Regions from separate parts of the Mus musculus genome. Here all the other regions are linked to region 7. A link is a contact called in public promoter capture Hi-C data. All regions are on one chromosome and are shown on one strand. Each heading gives the region's core, a stretch centred on a gene start, on an enhancer-like site or on the middle of the called end of the contact. The rest is flanking DNA. Distances are from core to core; before and after follow the strand shown.

What was found. Promoter capture Hi-C pulls out the DNA fragments that hold promoters and counts their contacts.
Region 1: a contact with region 7 is called in a promoter capture Hi-C map of hematopoietic stem and progenitor cells. The contact joins the promoter of Thoc7 here to the promoter of 3830406C13Rik in region 7. A contact is called at or near these places in 6 of 39 promoter capture datasets (3T3-L1-derived adipocytes, the HPC-7 cell line, hematopoietic stem and progenitor cells and 3 more).
Region 2: a contact with region 7 is called in a promoter capture Hi-C map of the HPC-7 cell line, with 4 times the contacts expected there. The contact joins the enhancer-like site here to the promoter of 3830406C13Rik in region 7. A contact is called at or near these places in 4 of 39 promoter capture datasets (3T3-L1-derived adipocytes, the HPC-7 cell line, hematopoietic stem and progenitor cells and 1 more) and 1 of 115 datasets of contacts at active chromatin or transcription factors (embryonic stem cells).
Region 3: a contact with region 7 is called in a promoter capture Hi-C map of liver, with 3 times the contacts expected there. The contact joins the promoter of Psmd6 here to the promoter of 3830406C13Rik in region 7. A contact is called at or near these places in 10 of 39 promoter capture datasets (the HPC-7 cell line, HPC-7-derived erythroid cells, cranial neural crest and 7 more) and 1 of 9 other capture datasets (adipose tissue).
Region 4: a promoter capture Hi-C map of stem cell-derived epiblast-like cells shows a contact between it and region 7, with 2.3 times the contacts expected there. The contact joins the enhancer-like site here to the promoter of 3830406C13Rik in region 7. A contact is called at or near these places in 10 of 39 promoter capture datasets (the 3T3-L1 cell line, the C10 cell line, cranial neural crest and 7 more), 1 of 115 datasets of contacts at active chromatin or transcription factors (embryonic stem cells) and 1 of 9 other capture datasets (embryonic stem cells).
Region 5: a contact with region 7 is called in a promoter capture Hi-C map of pre-B cells. The contact joins the promoter of Atxn7 here to the promoter of 3830406C13Rik in region 7. A contact is called at or near these places in 2 of 39 promoter capture datasets (cranial neural crest and pre-B cells) and 1 of 115 datasets of contacts at active chromatin or transcription factors (astrocytes).
Region 6: a contact with region 7 is called in a promoter capture Hi-C map of liver, with 3 times the contacts expected there. The contact joins the enhancer-like site here to the promoter of 3830406C13Rik in region 7. A contact is called at or near these places in 6 of 39 promoter capture datasets (the 3T3-L1 cell line, 3T3-L1-derived adipocytes, the HPC-7 cell line and 2 more).

The regions. Positions count from the first base shown.
Region 1 is chr14:13,960,001-13,962,757 of GRCm38.p6, forward strand. Thoc7 (THO complex 7) reads right to left here and starts at 1,313. Exons shown (of 8, transcript NM_025435.3): 1 at 1,185-1,313. The coding sequence starts at 1,203. It also overlaps a transcript of Atxn7 not described here.
Region 2 is chr14:14,063,723-14,066,555 of GRCm38.p6, forward strand. The region is part of intron 4 of Atxn7 (ataxin 7); the gene reads left to right. It also overlaps the pseudogene Gm31222. Among named protein-coding and RNA genes, the nearest start is that of Atxn7, 53 kb to the left of the region's middle. Within about 2 kb of position 1,264, at least 81 of the 459 cell types and tissues checked have an H3K27ac peak or open chromatin away from gene starts, as enhancers often do. A contact at or near this core is called in the HPC-7 cell line, embryonic stem cells and hematopoietic stem and progenitor cells, where this site is marked.
Region 3 is chr14:14,119,667-14,122,366 of GRCm38.p6, forward strand. It overlaps Psmd6 (proteasome (prosome, macropain) 26S subunit, non-ATPase, 6), which reads right to left and starts at 1,279. Exons shown (of 8, transcript NM_025550.3): 1 at 1,073-1,279; 2 at 321-526. The coding sequence starts at 1,217.
Region 4 is chr14:13,900,541-13,903,240 of GRCm38.p6, forward strand. All of the region lies in intron 2 of Gm281 (cadherin-related family member 3), which reads right to left. It also overlaps the pseudogene Gm18576. Among named protein-coding and RNA genes, the nearest start is that of Gm281, 13 kb to the right of the region's middle. Within about 2 kb of position 1,446, at least 104 of the 459 cell types and tissues checked have an H3K27ac peak or open chromatin away from gene starts, as enhancers often do. A contact at or near this core is called in embryonic stem cells, liver and stem cell-derived epiblast-like cells, where this site is marked.
Region 5 is chr14:14,010,933-14,013,899 of GRCm38.p6, forward strand. It overlaps Atxn7 (ataxin 7), which reads left to right and starts at 1,559. Exons shown (of 12, transcript NM_139227.4): 1 at 1,559-1,818; 2 at 2,141-2,437; 3 at 2,655-2,723. The coding sequence starts at 2,152.
Region 6 is chr14:13,994,162-13,996,898 of GRCm38.p6, forward strand. It overlaps a transcript of Atxn7 not described here. Among named protein-coding and RNA genes, the nearest start is that of Atxn7, 17 kb to the right of the region's middle. Within about 2 kb of position 1,455, at least 18 of the 459 cell types and tissues checked have an H3K27ac peak or open chromatin away from gene starts, as enhancers often do. A contact at or near this core is called in liver, where this site is marked.
Region 7 is chr14:12,282,818-12,285,822 of GRCm38.p6, forward strand. It overlaps 3830406C13Rik (RIKEN cDNA 3830406C13 gene), which reads left to right and starts at 1,386. Exons shown (of 5, transcript NM_178141.3): 1 at 1,386-1,440; 2 at 2,568-2,651. The coding sequence starts at 2,599.

The DNA of each region.
Region 1 (2,757 bases), core at 63-2,562, 1.7 Mb after region 7:
ATTTCTTTCATCATTTTGGCAAGTGGTTGGTCACTTGTAATTCCAGTTTTAAAACACCTATTTACCCTTCAAAGGAAGGGGGAAAGCAAATTTGTCAAGTTTTCTAATCACCAGTAGAAAGACCACCTCAGTTCAATTCCCAGGACCCATCTGGTGGAAGTGAAGAAGTGACTTCAGCAAGTGTCCTCTGACTGCCACTCTAGTAGGGTGGCCTGCCTGGGGGAGGGAGGGAGGCAGAGACAGCTCAAAGAGAGGCAGGCAGGCGCGCGCGCGCGCACACACACACACACACACACACACACAGCCACCCTACCAATTTTTAATGTTTACAGCCACTGCAGACGTATAAGAGGAAACACCTTTACCTGCTGCTTCTGGGTATCAAACGTGTTCAGTAAAGTATTGCCTAGAAGTAAGCTAAGTACTTCCTGAATAAATTAAACTCGAATTAAAAAAAAACAAAACCAAGGTTAAAATCCCCCCTACCAAGTTCCGAGGCCTTTATTTATACCCACATCGGTATTTCCTCGGCCCGTCCTCAAATTTGGGCCGATCGTTGTTCATTTCTGGAAGTCCCCTGTTTCTCCACTGGGATCCATAGCTATTGATCAGCCCATCAAACAACATCAAGCCACCGGAACCTTTCTACCAAAGCGGGTACCTTCTCAGTTCCTGCTCCAGTTGCCTATCGTGTCAGTCCATCCTTCTCCCAAACGCGCTCTTATTTCTGCTCTCAGCCCACAGACATCTACTGTCCACCATCCATCACTCCTAATCCACTCAGGCCAACAACTCACCCGCTCCAACATGCCTTCCTTTTGTTGCCGCGGTCCAAGCCGCCGGCCTCTTCCCATGCTGGCGCCTTACCTTGTAAGTCGCCCAGATACACTTCCCGACCGGCCCTCCAGACACCCCTGTTCCTCTTAGCCGCCGTCCCCAGCTCGGGGTCCTCACTCCACCGCCCTCCGAGCTCCTGCGCTCCCTGGGGCCCGCCGCGCTGCCCGTGGGCCCGACCCAGCCCGGCCCGGGAAGCCCCCCAGGCGGCCCCCTCGGGGCACTGCATCGCCCGGGCCGAGCGAGCCGCCCTGCGCCTCTCCCCGCCGCGCACCGCCCCGGGAGCCCCCCACCCCAGACGGCCCGGATCCCGGCGCTGCCCCGCGTCCCCGCACCCGCCGAGGCCTCACCGTCAGTCACGGCTCCCATGGCGTGCGCGGCGGCGGCGGCGGCCGAGCTGAGGCGGCGGTTGGCGGCGAAGGTCAAACTCCCACAATGCAGCCGGGTAAACAGTCATGGAGGAGGAGGCGGCGGCGCCCGCCGCCCTCTCCGACTTTTGAGTCGCGCCGGCGCGCGCGCCGCGCCGCCGCGGACCCGCGCTCGCCGCTCTCCTGGGGCGCGGAGCGGCCGGCGGGTGAAGGGCGAGACGGGCGGCGGGAGGGCGGGCGGCGGCGGCTGGGCCCGGGGACACCGCCGTCCCGCCCTGCCCGCGCCCACAGGCCGCCCTGGAGGCCGCGGCCAGCCGCCAGGTGAGCTTCGGGCTGCGCGCGCTCGCGGGGCTCCGCGCCTGACGCTCCAGGTGACCTCTGTCCCGGGCTGCCCCGACCGTGCGCTCCGGTGGGACGGGGGCGCGGCCACTGCCGCCGTGGGTCTCGAACCCGTATTCTTGAGGCGGGCGCGGCAAGCCATCCTCCCTTCCTGAGCTCTGGCGGGTGCTGGCGAAGCGGGGGAAAGAAACTTGGTCACCTGTCTGGGGAGCGTCACTCAGGACCCAGGGCTCAGGTCCCTCCGGTTCTCACCTCTCATCCAGTTCTCCCTCGCTGCTGGAATCCAGATGGGGTGCCTTCATTTTCATACTAACTTTGCTTTTCAAAAACTGCTTCTTAAAGGGAAGTTGAAAGTAGGTGTTGGGGGTGGGGGTGCTGCTCATTGCAAACACATTACTTGGGGGTGCGGAGTACACATTTCTAGAACACACTGCAGGTTATAGTGTCATCTCTTCTGAAAAATGAAATAAACCACCCCCCTCCCGGGGGGGGGGGGGGAGTCGGGCAGTGAATGCGCTCGCCTTTAGTCCCAGCACTTGGAAGGCAGAGGCAGGCAGTCGAGGCCAGTCTGGTCTACAAAGTGAGTTCCAGGACAGCCAGGGCTACACAGAGAAACCCTGTCTCGAAAAACAAAAAACAAAACAAAACAAAACAAAAAAACAAAACAAAACAAAACAAAACAAAAAATCATTTTGATTCAACATTGAGGAATGTTCTCCTAGTGGAACCATGTTCCTGTTGAGAGTTGATTTGACCTCCAACAGGGTAGAGTTTGACTTTATAACCCAGGTTTTTGTTTATCAGTTTTCATGATCCCAATCCCTTGAACCTTCAGATCCTGCATAAGGCAATGGTGTGGGGTCATTTTTTGGTTGTTGAGATTTCTTAAGTGGGATCCATGCATCGGCCCTGTGTTCCCTCAGTTCTTTCTAGCGGAAGACTTGGGATCATTCAAGGGAGGTGGTTTTTAACCTCTAGGCAGAACTATGTATGGGTCAAATACAGTATCTACTTTTGTCACAAAGGCAGAAATTACCCTGAATGAAGATTTTGAAGCATAAATGACCTCTTCCAAATGTGGAACTGCTCGCTGACTTTTTGAAAGAGTACTGGTCTAAAGGCTCCTCCTAACTTGGACTTTGGACCATGTTCATTTCCTTGGCGTAGGAAGGAGGGTAATATTAATCTTAAATTCAGCGGGGTGGTGTGTGGTAGC
Region 2 (2,833 bases), core at 14-2,513, 1.8 Mb after region 7:
AGTAGGTACTTTAGTAACAGAGTGACAAAGTGCTCGTGTTCTGCACATTGCTGCTGTCTACTTAGCAGTACTGGTGCTTGTTCTCAGGTTTTTAACAGTCCCCACTACTTTTAAAGAATGGCCATGCTGCAGCTTCCACGGCCTGACATGGGCTTCCGGATTATTTTTTTGTCTTTGACCCTTTGAACAAAGCCACTCTTGGGCATATGTGTAAGTGTAGTGATAGTGCCTTGTGTGAGAGTCTCAAGAAAGGATTCTGGGTCAGAATTAGTAGTCATTGCATTGATGCTAGCTGCTACTAGATGGATTTACAAAAGGATGGAGGTTCGTTGTGTCTGTTGTTACTAGCCATACCAAATATTAATCCTATGGGGGGGGTGATGGATTTATTTTCTGAATTTCTATGTACTTTTCTAAAGTCTCTCACATTGTTTCTTATACACACGTGCACGCAGGCACACACACGAGGCAAAGAATTATTTCAAAATGAGTGACTTTAAAATACTCTAACAAGTCAAAGTAATTTTTAGTATTGTAGGGAATTTCTGTAAACATTCTGTATGGCTTTTACCTTGGGTGGGAAAGTGGAATTGTTCAATCTGGGATTCGTTCCTGCAGTGTGTAACATGGAGTGAGCGTTCAGCAAGATTAATTGCAAGGCCAAGGAAATACGTCATCATTTTTCTGGTCTCAGCATCCTCTTTTCATTTGGTGTAATTCATTATCTCTTAATACTGTTCATGTTTGTCCATCAATTGATAACGAAGCTTAGGGATCAGACAGTGGTTCACACACCTTTGTAAATCAGACCATGGGGGATAATGTATTGTCTGCCTTACATTCATGAAGTGTGTGATTTGGCCCTGAAAAGCCATCTCTTGCTAGATCAGAAGAGGTAAGGCAGAGTAAAGCTACTGTGTAGGATTAGCCCCTAAGGTGAATTATCTCATATAAACTTCGTTTCCCACCTCTCCTAATGAGCATTGCATAATAGCATAGCTCTGTTTTTTGGTGAAGCTAACCTGATTCTAACTCTAGTCTTTGAGGCCCTCAGCTGAATGAATTGCTTGGTATTTCCAAGTTTGAAAATACTTTCTTCCCCTTTCAAGTGTTCCTTGGCAGCAGCTAAGGAATGTTAAAGCTGCTTTAAGTGCCAATTAAGGCCAATTATAACCTGCCTGGCCTGCTGAGACAGTGGAGTTAGTGGAGGCCTGTGTTGTTGTACGATGAGGAACTGCCTGCAGCCAGCGATGGGAGCATAGAATTTCATAACTGCCAAGGGCTTGTTTGTTCTCAGAGCACGGGATGACTGACACTTGTGCTGTTCAGGAAATCCCGGGGTCTGTGAAGGACAGACTAGTTTATGTAGTACTGACTTACATGGTACTCTTACTCTTTGGTTTCTTCAGAAGCTGCCTGACACCTGGATTGTAATCGGTGATAGAGCAGACTTCCTGAGTTCCTGGCTGTGTACTTGGTATTGCAGTGCATGCACTGTTTAATTTACACTCTTCCTGTAGGAGGAGGCATGATGCTAGGTGAATCCAGATCCTTTCCCTTGAGTTGGAACTGTTAGACCGGTCCCTCTGGCTGCTCTGAGTGCTGGTTCCCAGGAGAGGGGGACGGCTCCGTGACTCTTAGCCACAGTGGAATGGCAATGTGTGTGTCCTTGTAACTATGGTAATGTGTGTCCTTGTAACTATGGCACTTACAGAATTTTTGGTCTGGAAGGATGTTATTTACTTTCATTAAAATCATCTTTTAGTAAGTAATTTTCATCTTTTTAGTAAGGTGCCCTAATGATTTCCATAAGAAAAGATATGTGACAATCAAAACCAAAAAGTATACAAAAAGCTTTCTGAGCACTGTTGGGAAATAATTTAAGCAATAGTAATGCTTTTCAAGAAGAGCAAAGCTAGGACTGGCCGAAACAGAATTTTCTACAGAGCACTGAGAGCATTGAGTGTTTTAAGCTTTAGTATGAACTTTAGTCTTAATTTTTGTGTTTATGTACAGCTTGTCAGTGTAAAAAATTATGTTCTCCTCAGTCTTCACTATCCCGCCTGCTTTCTCTCACATAGTAAAAGCACAAGCTCAAAGTTATTTCTCTTAGGTATGAACATGTCTGCATCCCAGCTGCCCTGAAGGCTGAAGTAGGAGGTCAGAAGTTTTAGGGCTAGCCTCATTATTAGCAAGACTGTCTCAAAATAAAGTAGGCAGTAAGCAGACTACAGGGATCTTCCCTAGCCAGGCACAGGGCCCTCAGTCCCAGAGCAGTCATAGATTGCCTGCTTTCAGGATCTTTTTTTCTTACTAGCACTGTCACCATATACAGAAGGGGACATTAGAAAGGCACACACACACACACACACACACACACACACACACACACTAAAAACACAAGTGGATAATGGCTGTTCTTAAATTGTTCATTTTTTAGATATAGTGAGATGGAAATTAAAACTACTTTGAGATAGCATTCCCTCTCCCCAGTCAGAGTGGCTATCACCAGTCAATCTCAACAGTTGGTGAAGCGTGTTTGGAGAGAAAGGGATCCTCACACACGGTTGGTGAGTGTGCAGACAGCCGTGGGGAAAGTCCGTGTGGAGATGTCTCAAAAAAAGGAAAGGAAAAGAACTACCACGTGACCACACTGTTTTACTCCTGAGCACACACACACCCAGAGAGCTCCACACCCAGGTAGAGAGTGTGACACTCCAGAGTTAATTTAGAACTTGTGTTTCACGGTTTCTCTTTTTCTTTTGCCTTCTGGTAAAATCATTTGCATCAGAGTAATTCATGACTTGGTGCTCTCCCCTCTCCCCCTCTCACT
Region 3 (2,700 bases), core at 29-2,528, 1.8 Mb after region 7:
GACTAACGCACACCTTGCTCTGTTAAGAGCAGGGAATTGGGTGCTGCAACATTGTCATGTATCTACTGTTCCTGTACTGACTCTTCAGTACAGGTAAATATGATTATCCTTCCAGTTAAAACAGAAAGATTCTCTTATCCAGTGAGATATTACTCATTTGCACTGATGTACAACATTGGTCTGTACCTCCAGAAAATAGGGAGCACCTCTCATCTGCAGAGCGGGCAGGGCATCTCACTGACCCTGTCACCTACCCAGAGCGGGCAGGGCATCTCACTGACCCTGTCACCTACCCAGAGCGGGCAGGGCATCTCACTGACCTTGTCACCTATCTGACAGAGGTACTCTGCTTTTGCCATCATTGCATCTCGAATTTCACTTTCTCCCAGATTCTTCTCTGCATCCTCCAGCTCCTCATCCAAACGTTTCAACTCTTCTTCGTTTGCTTTCTTCATTTTACTCAGGAGATCCACGTCCATCTGCCAGTCGAGGGATTTACACAAGGCTTCATAATAAGGAGCCATATCTAAAAGCCACAAATCACGCATTATGAGGTATCCTGTTAGCTTCTGCTCGCTTTTCCCACCCCACCGAAGGTCAGCTAGCAGACGCCTCCCAACTATGGGCCTGGGTAGCACGGCTAAGGTTTGAAGCTGGGAGCCTGCTTGAGAGCCGATCTTAGCAGGTCTGATCGCGACTAAGGCCAAGGGGAAGGGAATCGAATCCTCAGTTTGCTCTGGTCGGCTCCTGTTCCAAAGGAGTCCTCATGTCAGGGAAAGGACACCGATTCGACTCGACTACTAGGGACAGAACCCTGACTGTCCCTTGGCCGGCAGCTAAACACCGACAGGCATCACTAAAGCCGCGGCGCCTTTGCCGGGAGTCCAGCCGCGACAAGCACCCGAGGCTTCCCTGGACGTCTCGCGGCGGGGAAGAACCCACTAAGGCAAGCAAGCCCCTCTCGGGTCCAGGAGGCCTCCCTAGGGGTCTCCATGAAGCCTCGACCGGAGACGCCCGCCAGGCACCCCGACCGCCCCGCCTAGGCCGCTGACTCGGCGCTCGCTGGCCTCACTGTTTTCCCGGACGGCCGCCATCAACTCCTCGCGCACCGCCGCGTCCCCGCGGTGCTCCGGCAGGCTAAGCAGAAACCGCAGCTGCGCGATGCGCAGGTCGGGGTTCTTGGGCAGTCCCTCTTCTTCTAGGTTTTCTAGCGGCATGGCTACAGCACAGGAGCCGGCTGACAGAACCAAGCACAGCCCTGGGCCACCAGCGGAAGCAGGAGGAGTCGTCACAGGTTCCCCAGAGCCGCCAGTCTGACTTCCGGTCGCGTCTCTGGCTCCGCCGCCCGCAGCGTCCCCTGCTGGACATCGGCGGGAGCACCTGGCGCTGTCCCCTTTTTCTTTAGGTCAGAGTTGGGCCCAACTTTCATTTCTTGAGTATCTTTTTTTCTTCCTTTTTATATAATATTTGCAACGGATAGGATCTGGAAATCCGCCAACAGTTTTAAAATATAACACAGATGAGAAAAACAATAAAAACAGTTTTCCAGGGACATCTTTGTTTCAATACTCTTGAACTAGGGAGAGATTCTTTTGGTCCAGATTGTAGACAAACAAACTGGAACATAGCGAGATTTGAAAAGTGGCCAGCTAAGGTTACACACCAGCTACATGACAAGGCCTGTGTAGAACCTATCTTCCTTACATTTAAAATCCACATTCTTCCCTATTCTAAGAAAAGAGTACCCCGTGTTTCCAATTATTAATTCAGTGATTTACATTATTTTTGTGTGCACATGTTGGAGGAGTCTTCAGAATGGGTAATGGTCTATAAATCCTACTGTGTGACACAATGAGAAATGTCCCACTGAGTTTCAATATTTGACCACATGGTCCCCATTGGTGGTGCTGTTTGGACACCTTAAGGAACCATAAAAAGGTGTAAACCCTGCTTTAGGCAGTCGCTCACTGGGGTAGGTTTGAGAATTTCTGACCTCACCCCATTTCCAATTCTTTCTATGTTCTCTCTGTGTGGTTGAAGATGTGATCTCCCAGGTTCTTGTTCCAGCCTGTTTCTATGCCCCTGCCACTACTAAGGACTCTCAGAAAGTGCAAACCAAATTAGACTCATGAGCTGCTTTGGTCATGGCGTTTTATCACAGCAAGAAAAAGTAACTAGTAAACCCACTGCACGGACTTTCTGTCCTTTGCTTTTGTTAGGCCCTGCAATTGTGATGACTGTAATCTGCTACCCCGAGAGAATCTCAACACAGAGACTTATCTTACCACAGAGACTTAAAGCCAGGATTTGCATCTCAGTTGTTGAATTCCTACTAGAAGTTTACCTTTGAACACAAGCTCAACTTCTACTGCAGTGGATCTTTTATGCTGGCCCAAAATTCTTCTGGGTTCTGAAATATGATGTCCCATGAAGGATGTGTGGATCCAGGTATCACACTCTATGTGATGGTTACCATATGTCTGACTTTTGGAACAGTACAACACAAGGATGTGCTAGAATTGGTGCTATTTTATGTTATCAGAATGTTATAACTTTGTATGGAAACTGATCATCAATCCTTTCAAGAAAGATTCTGTAGGAAGCATCCTAAGACATTCATGAATGGGTTTAGGGCAAGAGGAACTAGAGCTTTAAATCAAGCCCAGTATAGAGATATTTCAAGACTGGGTTCATACTATG
Region 4 (2,700 bases), core at 196-2,695, 1.6 Mb after region 7:
GGAAGCAAGTTTGAAGAGCTGGCAATGCCATGGCTTGGTTCTATTAAATACCTCCCTTGTCCTTCTAGAATATGTGCCCACAGTAGCTAGAGTGATCTTGTTAAAGCATTAGCAGATCATGTTTCTTTTCTACCATACTCTGCAGTTCCCATGTTTCTGATGCTTGCCATTTGACTTGGCAGTTCCTATGGCTTGTGCATGAGACTTTCTTCAACTAATAGCTTATGAGTAGATTTAAGTCTCTAAATGTACACATGGGCTCAAGCTTATATTCTGGTTTTCTTTTTGTTCTGATGGAATATGCTTCTACTAGTCACTGCTTTTAGAGGTTTGAGATTTGAGGGACACAAGAGCTAACCATAACCTGAAACTAAACCAGTCTAGGGCAGCTCAACTGTTAAAGATGTTATTGCACTGAATTGGGTCCTCTTTTGGGTCTCAGAGAGCCAATGCAGAAAGACCAGGTGAATGTCAAGCATGCAATAGCTTTGCAGTATGAGTACTTTGAGTCTTAAGGAACCCAGATATCTTATAAAGAGCAATGCGCCTATGTGAACTTCTCCCAGTAGGAGAATTAGCTTTATTAAAACTAGCAAGTAAGTAGCTCTTTCCAACAAATCTCCCAGATTCCACAGGCTCTCTCCTTTATCTCCATTGCAGTCAGATTTCTCACCACACTCCCTGTTCAAATCTGGTCTCCTCTTTTCAGGATCCTTCTTTCTACAGGACTTTTGCACATGACCTGAGATGTTTTCTCCCTCTTTTATTCAATTCCTGCCCAGTCTGCAGAATGCTTTTCAGATAAAGCTACTTCAGAGAATACTAAGTAGATCTTATGCCTTTGTTTGGACTCCCACCTGCCGGGAGCCTCCCAGCCCGAAGAGGGTAGTGGTGGAGTCACAAAGTAGGACTCTGGTGATGGCTTTAAAAGTCTGAGAGTCTCAGGGCTTTCTAGGTCTCTTACTGTACTGAAATGCTGATAATAATCTCTAAAAAAGTCCTAAAAACTTTCTTGCTTTGTCTGAAGGAAAAAAAAAAAAAAGTGACCTAACCTGTATCTTAACAGCAGAGGATTAAGCAATGTGGCCTTTGTTCTATCTCAGCAGGAACGGTGTGGCTTTAACTTTCAACCTGCTAGTTGGAAGTTGCAGGTAGAAAAAGGAACACTTGCGCTCGGCCTGCGTTCCGCTCTGGCCCGCGGCGGCCGCTAGCCAACCCTTCCCGGAGGTCTCAGCCCTGCCTACCGCCCGGCGTCGCGCGCCAGCTCGCTAGGGCATCCGGGCCCCCGCAGGCAGAAAAATATGGTTCAGGAGACTAACCAGACCCCAGTGCCCATGCTGTGTAGTTCAGGATGTGGCTTTTATGGGGTCCTAGGACAAATGGAACGTGTTCTTGTTTCCTACGAAGAACATCTTGAGAGACGAATAGTGGCAGAATGAGCCCAATGGGGACATCTAGTGGTTCCAACAGATTCTGCATCTGTACAGAGAGCAGATGCTAGTTTCAACAATTGTGAAGGTGCTGCTGGCAGCACATCTGAAAAATCAAGAAATGTGCCTGTGGCTGCCTTGCCTGTAACTCAACAAATGACAGAAATGAGCATTTCATGAGAGGACAAATTAACTATCCCGAAAACAGAGGTGTCAGAGTCAGTTGTCACTCAGCTCAGTCCATCAGTTTCTCAGCCCAGTTCTTCTCAAAGTGAAGAAAAAGCTCCTGAGTTGCCCAAACCAAAGAAGAACAGATGTTCTATTTGTAGAAAGAGAGATGGCCTTACAGGGGTTGACTGCCGATGTGGAAATTTGTTTTGTGGACTTCACCATTACTCTGACAAGCACAACTGGCCATATGATTATAAGCAGAAGCTGCAGCAAAAATCAGAAAAGAAAATCTAGTTGTTGTGGCTCAAAAAATCCAGAGAATATAAAATTACTACATGTGAAGAGACTGAAACTTTGTTTTTATTTTAATATATCGTAGGAAAACATTAAAGAGCAGATGCATGGCCATTTTCCTTTGATGTTCTCCAGAGTTTTGCTTTATACTTGTCTGTTATATAATTGATATTTTAGGATGTTTGGGTGTTTGTTACAGGCAGAATTGCCTCCCCTCAGTAAAATTGGACAAAAATATGCACAACAAATTGAAATACACATATACTAGGAACAAAATTTAGTTCCATGTGCCAAACTAAATGAATGAAATCTCTGCATGTTTGCAGCATATCTGCCTTTTGGGAATGTAATCAAGGTATAATCTTTGGCTAGTGTTATGTGCCTGTACTTAAAAAAGAAATAAAATTAAATTTAAAAAAAATTTCAAAATAAATAAATAAATAAAATGGTACACCAGAAAAGGACTGGCAGTCTACTACCATAGTCAAACTTCACCTTGATTTCAACATGACTTTTGGAAGGAGGAAGAAAGCTACAAAACTGGTATTTGGTACCATGTGTAAGCCTGGTTAAATTGGTCTTCTAAAAGCTGTCAATTAGGACATTCTGCGAAAGGTAACATCACAACTGGTTCTAAGTAAAACCATCAAGTCAACAACAGGGTGCCTGAGATAATCTTTGAAGGTTATTGTGCTGGCCTGCACCAGAAGATATCTGCATTCTCATTACTAAAATTGTAGCACAGAACTGCACTGGGATTTGTTTACAAGAAGAAATTAAACTCTGTTTGGTTTTCACATATAGC
Region 5 (2,967 bases), core at 309-2,808, 1.7 Mb after region 7:
ATTTAAAAGTCATCTCTTGATATTCCATGACTCCCACAGAATCCCAAATTGACAGATGCTCAGATCCCTTCTATAAAATGACACAAAACCTATACACCATCTCTCAGTCTACAGCACATCACCTCGGGATTACTTACAGTACTTACATAAAATGTAGATTCTATGTAAATAGTTGTTACATTGTATTTAGATAAATTTTAAAAAATATGTAACTGCCCTGCATGGATACAGTATTTATTTATTTTTATTTATTTATTTATTTATTTATTTATTTAATTTTTTGGGTTTTTCGAGACAGGGTTTCTCTGTATAGCCCTGGATGTCCTGGAACTCACTCTGTAGACCAGGCTGGCCTTGAACTCAGAAATCCGCCTGCCTCTGCCTCCCAAGTGCTGGGATTAAAGATGTGTGCCACCATGCCAGGCTCAGTTTTTAAATTAAGGAAAATATATTCCAAACTTCAGTTAGTTGAATCTGTATGTAGGTGTATAGCCTGAGTGTTCAAAAAGCAACTGTCCTTTGATAAACACTCAGCAGATTCCTTTTTGGATTTCTTGGTGTGCAATCCAGTGGGGGGGGGGGACCCTATAGACACATTTCTAAATGTGTCTCACAGAAATTGTGTTTCTGCTTTATTTATTTAAGACAAGCTCTTACTGTGTTTCTCAGTCTCACCTGTATTACGATGCTGCACACTTGCTTCAGCCTCCCAAACACTGGGGACTCTGGGTGCATACCACACCCAGCTCAAGCTTTTAAACTTGCACCTATGTCAAACCCCTTCTCCAAGTCCTGGCTTTAATATATTATGGAAACATTTTCATATGCACTTTTGCGTTCATTTTAACATTTGAAAGGTTTTTTGTACTTCAACAGAGATGTTGGTCACATCTGTCTTACTAAATATTTGCCCCCCCCCCCAAAGCCAACAGATAATAGCAGCAAGTCGAGAAAGCTCACCTCTTCATACAGTCCCAGAAGGCACCTGTAAGCCTGAGGCTCTGAGCAGGCTAAAAAGATGCTGCTTTACTGAAATGAGATAACAGCTTAATAGGAACTAAAGGCACCCTGTGGTGGTCCACTCCTGTGCTTTACTTGTTTGATGGTCGGGGAGGGGGTGACTGTATGTGCTAGTGCTTATTAATTTGTGATCCAAATCTGACGAACGTCTGGTATATTCCTTAAGCCATGGGGGTCTCATCGGATTCTAGGAAAGACAGCCATAAATAGTGAGAGACTAACAACCCAACTTTAAAGTGATACACTGATTTTGTAGCTTCCTTCTTGCTGGAGAAGAAATTCAAGTTCGCAGGACACAGTGTGACCTTCAGTTGTGGGCACTCAAGTGCACGTTCCTGGCTGGCCAAGCAGCAGGGGCTCGATGCGGACGCCTGGGCTAACACCTGGGCGGCATTTTCACACCTGCCACTGGCAGCTTTGGTTTCTGGGCGTCCGCACAGTGGCTGCTTCCCATTCATGCTCCAGCTACTGTGCAGCCTCCCGCGAGCCCAGAGCGAATTGCTGGTGCCCGGGGCTCCGGAGGGAGGGCCTGGGCGACGCTTTCGTTACTGCGCCGGGGCCGACCGGCAGGCTCTTCCATAGGTGGCTGCGTTTCCGACTTCGCCCTGGCTCCACTCCGGGGGCTTGACGTGCAAACTTCGCCGGAGCGAGCAGAGAGGGAGGGACCGGCGAGGGGGAGGAGGCGACAGGAGGCGCCTCCGCTTAAGGGAGCCGGCCGGGCGCCGCCGCTCGGACGGACGCGCGGACGGAAGGAAGGAGCGGGGCTGCCGGCTGGGCCGGGATGCGAGCGCCCGCAGGGTGGGCAGCCGCGGGCCGGGGCGCAGGCAGGCCTGAGGTCGCGGCAGTTCGGCTCCGGGCGCTGGCCTCCCGAGCCGGGCCCGGCAGGGCGGCCAGCGCCGCAGTGGCAGCCGCAGCCGGCGCCCTACGAGGGCCGCGGGAGGCGAAAGCGAAAGCCGGTGGCGCCGCGGACTTTGCGCCCGGGCGGGGAGGCGGGCGGCGGCAGGGGCCGGGGGCTGACAGCACCGCGGGCCTGCGGGCCGCGCACGCCGCCGGAACTCCGCGGAGCCTCCTTAAAAGCGGCCCCCGCGCCACTCTTTTCCCCCTTTTTGTTACATTGTAGGAGCGGAAAGAATGTCGGAGCGGGCCGCGGATGACGTCAGGGGGGAGCCGCGCCGCGCGGCGGGCGGAGCAGCGGCCGCCCGGCAGCAGCAGCAGCAGCCACAGCCTCTGCAGCCCCAGCGGCAGCACCCGCCGCTGCGGCGCCCACGGGCGGAGGACGGCGGCACCGGGGACACCACCACCTCGGCCGCCGCCATGGCGACGGTTGGGGAGCGCAGGCCCTTGCCCAGTCCCGAAGCGATGCTGGGACAGTCGTGGAATCTGTGGGTGGAAGCTTCCAAACTTCCTGGGAAGGATGGTGAGTGTCCACGCCTCCTGGTTCCCCCCGCCCCCCCGCCCCCCTCCTCTGGCCCCGATCCCCTCCCCCGCGCCGTGTCCTGTGGCCGCCCCCACGGGGGTCAGAGATGCTATCTTCTGCTGGGTGCCCACACCTACCCGGAGCGTGCGTGAGCGTGCGTCACACTCCTAGCCACTGACCTGCCTCTCCCCTCCTCCTGTGTGTGTATATCTCCTAGGGACCGAATTGGATGAAAGTTTCAAGGAGTTTGGGAAAAACCGCGAAGTCATGGGGCTCTGCCGGGAAGGTGAGTCCAGCCCCCCTGGTGGAGTTTGTACCCAACCTTGGGGAAGTTTTCTTGTTGCTTCAGCCCACCTTCCCTGCTTGCCACATTGAGGTCTCTGCTGAAGAGGATGGAAGAGGGTGGGTAGAACATTTAGGAAGAAATCTCATTTCTAGGGGCTCTCTGTAATGGGCAGCAACCTGGATCCCTTCTGGAAAGGGCAATTCAAAGTGATGGGCATAGGAAGCAGGCAGGGAGTTTAACATAT
Region 6 (2,737 bases), core at 205-2,704, 1.7 Mb after region 7:
CTGTGGAGCAGGCTGGCCTTGAACGCACAGAAATCTCCCTCCTGTATGCTGGGAATAAACTGCCTGAACTGCCTGTGGTACAGTCTGAGAGGACACGCCTCACAGCTGGGCTGTTGCCACTATTTGTTGCTCTTTCCTACTTTCTTAGGTTGAGTACCACCTTTTAAGCATCAGTTTGTTAGTCATCAGTCCTTTGACTCTGTACCTCACTGCATTGTTTTTACATCTTGTTGAATCATAAAGAACAGAGTGAGCCTTCCAGATAGTCAGTATGTGTCTGTTATTTTAAAGGTATAAGTTGACAGGTTTCATAGGTGTAGGCTTTCAAATAGCAGCATTAAACATTAAGTGGAAACTCATTAGTGGAAATTCATACAGTGATTTTTAAGCCCAAAGATGTTGACTCTGGACATATTGAATAGTTGTTTGTTCCTTTTTTTTTTTTTTTTTTTTTTTTTTTTTTTTTTTTTTTGGTTTTTCGAGACAGGGTTTCTCTGTATAGTCCTGGCTGTCCTGGAACTCACTTTGTAGACCAGGCTGGCCTCGAACTCAGAAACCCTCCTGCCTCTGCCTCCCGAGTGCTGGGATTAAAGGCGTGCGCCACTACGCCCAGCATTTGTTCTTGGTTTATTGTAAATCTAGTGAATTTAAGTTCATCATAAAAATAAATTGCATTTGTTGAAGACTTGTTAAAGTGCCTGAAATTTTAGCTGTTTGGGTCCACAGAACACATGTAATAATTTAAAACGTGTGATAACTTAAAACTAAGATTGTAGATTTCTGACTAGCTTTGTGTTCACTATTTCAGTCCTTTGCCACCTTCTTCTTCTTTTTAATCTGAACAGATTAAGAAGGAAGGACTTGTACAGCTGCAGCAGATGAAGATTCACTGGTAAACCGACCAGCGGAGTCTTGGCCTGCACCTGAAGAAAAGGTAACTGACTCTTCTGATGGAGCAGAGCTGGATGAATGCGTTACTTCCAGTTCTAGTACAATTTGAGTGTCACCAAAGGGTGACAATTGGAGTATTTGAAGAATCATGAACTTCTGAGTGCTAAGTGACAGTGGATGTAAGGAAGACAGTAGTGCTGTTGGGCATTTGCTTCTTAGCTCAGAAGCTCCTGTCCAGCACCGCTTGCATACATTTATCAAAACTTGAGGAACCTATCTGCTACAAGTAAAGGCCTGCACCACCACCTCCTGGCCTGTTGGAGGAAGTTTTTAGAGACAGGACTCCTAGCTCTCTGCTAAACTGTGCCCACCCTTTCCATAGGACGTTGTCGAGTATGTATGCTCTTGTGTCTTCCAGCCCCATGGCCAGCTCCAAGCTTGAGCCCCACCTACTCCCTCCCCACACAGCAGAGAGCAGCTGCTAAAGGAGAGTCCTCAGCAAGACTGACAGACAGAAGAGTCAGGCATACTTAGGGCACCTGAGGCCTTTCCAGGCTGACAGGGAACTCTGCGACTCGAGGCAGTCCTGTGTCTCACAGTCACAGCGGTCATAGTTAGCATAGCTTCTCAGTACAAAGTGCAGTTGGCATTTGGCCAGATGACAGAGCTTCACAGAATTTGGAAAAAGGGTAAGGAATCCTGAAAGAGCTTAGTTTTTTTTTGTTGTTGTTGTTGCTTTTGTTACATTTATTTATGACATGTTTCTTTGTGTGTTACTCTGTCTTGTGTGTGTGTGTACACATGGGTCACATGGAAGTCAGAGAACAGCTTGTAGGACTTGTTTCTCCTCCTCCATCACATGGGCCTGGGGAACTAACTTAGGGTGTGAGGCTTGGTGTCAGATGCCTTTTCTTAATGTGCCGTCGTCCCTGGACGGCTTGGAAGAGTTTAGATTAGTGATAAAATGCCTCCCTTCTCTCTATCCTTGAAGGAAGTGGGGTGGGGAAGTGGAGGCTTATAAGTTACAATTCAACTGCAGAACAGAAGGCAGACAGGAAGGACTAGAGAAGCTTCAATCTCAGAAATAGATGAGCACATACTTGAACTACAAATGCTTGCTTCATCAGGTCCTAAGCTACTGTAGCAAAAGTGGGAAACATGCTGTACAACCTGCATGTTTATCTGCAGAGATAACACTCTCTCTCTTACCAAGCCAGCATGTGAGAGCTTTAGGAAGGTGGCAGTTCTGCATGTAAAACAACAAGCATTCAGTCAGCTCTGACAGCTCTCTGATGAAGGACCAGGATTGTTATCACAATGTACGGTATTCATTGTGAAATATTAGGGAGGTGCCGAAAAGAGGGGACAGGACTTTTCTTGCATGGTGGCTGATTGCTGGCTGTAGTGGGGTCCAAGGAGGAAAAAAAAACATTTTGAAAAACGCCGGAGAAGCTTTTTAATGCTGAGATAACTTCTGTGTGCAAAGATTATCTGTTAGAGGAAGAGGAGAAGAGTAGGGATAACTTCCATGACTTGAATATTCACTGATGGACGTGTTTTATGATGCTGTAGCAAAGACTCATACAACACCAAGAAGTAAATAAGAAGGGACAGGGAATGAAGAGTTGTACGCTCACAGATGTACTGAGCAAACAGAAACCAGTCATTGGGCCAGGTGGAACTGTGAGGACGTGTCAGGCCCAGGGTGCGTCTCAAGGGCCAGCTCCTTCACGTGCAGTCTCTTTCTCTCAGGTGTTATTTATAGAGGGCACTTTACATGTTATGCTCTTTTTTAGGCACTATAGATAACTTAATAATCCAAAATAATACACGGTCTTCTTACCGA
Region 7 (3,005 bases), core at 136-2,635:
CTATTTTATTCATGGGAGAGCCCAGAACACAGAACCATTCAAGGGTCTATTTTTAAAGAGGGAGGGTGTGAAGCAGTTTAACAACAGATCTGCCAAGCACAGGTTACAGTGCTTCAAAATCAGGAGAAATTTCACTCATCCAGTTAGAAAATGCACAATAGGAAACCAAAGTCAAAAATATTTTTCTTGATGCTGGAGAGAGATGGATCCAGCAGTTATGAGTTCTGGCTGTTCTTACAGAGGACAAGAGTTCTCATCACAACAATCAAATAAAGAGTCTCAAGGGGATCTAAATCTCTATTCTGCCCTTTGAGGACACCTATATACATTGTAGCATACCATCCCAACACACACACACACACACACTCACACACAAACACATACCAAAATTTAAAGGGAACTTTACAAAACACAAAATGTTCTTTTGTTGTGGAAAAAAAAAATGTGGCTGGGGAAGTGGGAAGTCCCACACTGAGAATGAAATAATACCTCTATTGAGAGAGTAGCATTATAAGATAGGAAGAGCCAAGTATCATAGTCCATGCCTTTACTCCCAGGACCAGAGGCAGAGAGGCAGAGAGGGGGAGAGGCAGAGAGGCAGAGAGGCAGAGAGGCAGAGGTATGTCCTGTGATTTAAAGGACTAGCCAGGTCTACATAGTGAGACCTTGCCCTAGAAGTAAAGAAGTGAAGATACCTAAGTGTGTAGAAAAGAGGCTTTCAAAATAAAGGACACACTGAGTTCAAAGTGTCTAAATTCGGTGCTACATTTAATGTAGGTAACCTAGGAGGAAAAACTCACTTAAATGTGTTCTGTTTACCCTTTACCAGCTGTGCAACTCTTAGTTAAGACTTTATCACTCTTCCATATCTCTATCTATAAGCAAAGAATAAACAGAACTACTCGCTCACAAAGTTATTTCAAGGAATAAAATGAAGCGTAAGGGTACACTTCTGCACATGGGAGGAGTGCTGTGGGCTAAACAACACAAGGCTGTGAACTTGCTGTGTTGATCTGTGTGCGACCTAGAGGCTGCTCTGCAGGCCTCGGATGAACAAACTTAATGACAAGTCTTTGGATAGTCCCCACAACACTCACGCCTTCCCCCCCCCCCCCCCCCACTGGAACATTCCAAAGGAGGAATATGTTACAGGGAGGAAGCCAACTGTACTCCCCGAAGACTTTATAACATATGCAGAGACCACTTTTTAAAAGCTTGAGCTATCACCACATCTTCTTCCAGGTTTCTAAGGCCCCTTTTGGGGAATCTTCCACAGTCTCATCTCCCTGAGGTGCTCGAACCCGCGCCAGAGCCAAGCCAAGCCAAGTAGCTGGGACTCTGACTGACGTCAGGAGCGTAAAGTACGCAAACATGGCTGCCTGACCACGCCCAGGTCTTGCGCAGGCGTCGTCCATGGCGCGTTCCCGGAAGAGCTCAGAGGTGGGCGCAGTGTGGTCACAGCCCGTAGCCCCTGAGGCAAGGGGGGGATGAGGAGGAAGCTAATGAGGGGAGCCAGGTGACCAGAAAGGTTTTCCAGAGTTTTCTGGGACGAAAGGCGGGACTTGGGGTGGCCGTTGGGCGCTTCCTCGCTTCAAAAGGCAGAGTTTTTCTTGAACTGCTCCCGAAGGAGAGGAAGAGAGGCGGCAGGAGTGGCTTTCCAGGGGCGCCTGGACGCTGCCCTGGTCGGCTGCAAACCTCGCCGGGAGGAAGGCGAGGAAGCCGGGCGTGAGGTGGGCCCTGGGCGGAGAAGGAGCCTGCTGAAGGGCCGGGCAGGCCCCTGTGCAGTGTGCGGAGCACCCAGAGCTCGGGCGTCCGGTCGCCATCCGATCCTGAGCGAGCGGCGTTTAATTTCAGAAAGTTTAGGGAAGTCTCCTTCACGGAATGTCAGTGTTGGATGTGTCTCCCTTTGGTGGGGCACCTTTAGCTTGTGTGCTCAGCCTAGCGCGTTCAGAGCACGTCATTAGCCCACCATCTATACTTGTGCAAGTACTTTAGCCAAGGGGAGTGGTGCCTGGTGTAGTGTGCCATAGGAAGTCTCCAAACGCGAGTGCTGACTTGCTAGAACGCGGCGGGCAGACTTAATCGACTTTTTCCTAAGTTACACATGTAAAAATACTTCCCCTGTTTGGAAGGGTCATGGTAGCACTGAGCAGTCTTCCGCTAAAGGCAAGACCATGAGTTCCCAGTTGGTCCTCAGACGTGTTTGCCTTTCTGTCTATGAGTGTGTGTTGAATTTTTAGGTTTTTTTTTTTCTTTCTGTTAAAATGTCCATTAGTCTTAGTGCCGGCTGTTTGTTTGTTGAAATTCTGTTTAAGATTAGAGCTTGGGTGGAGGTAGCAGATATGAAGCGTCTTGAGTTTACCTGATCCATGGTGTTTTGAGTGAATTTGACAAATGCAAAAAAAAAAAAAAAAATTAATAAAAATGTGCTTGAGTGCATTCTTTCACATTACACATAAAATTGTCAGTTTTCTCTTTTGAGAGAATTAATGTATTGTTTCAGTACTAAAACCAAATCGCACAGTTGAACACATGGGTAAAGATAACTAAATGTTTTTATTATTTAGCAGAAAACTTATAGCCCAGCTTTGATTAAAGATGGCTTCCTTGTTTACTCAAGAAATTCACCTTTCTAAAAGACATGAAGAAATGTAAGTTTTTGAAAAAGATACTTCAAATACAGAGTGTATGTTACCTTTATTAGTGAAACATGCACAGGAAGACAAAAATGTGAAAGTATCATTTTCTGACAGGACATTTTATTGTAGATAACTTCATTGTCTCTTAAGAATGAGAGTAAACGACACAATTATGTTCTAAACATCCACATAGCTATTTATTTTTATATATTAATATCAAAATGTTCCCTTCCTTCACCCTTTCTAAAGTTCAAATTAGATTTTAATAGAAACTTTGTGGTTGTAAGGGTTCTGAGACAGGGTCTCCTGTAACCCAGACTGGTTTTGAACGTTCTTCACAACTAAAACTGTTCTTGAACCCCTGAT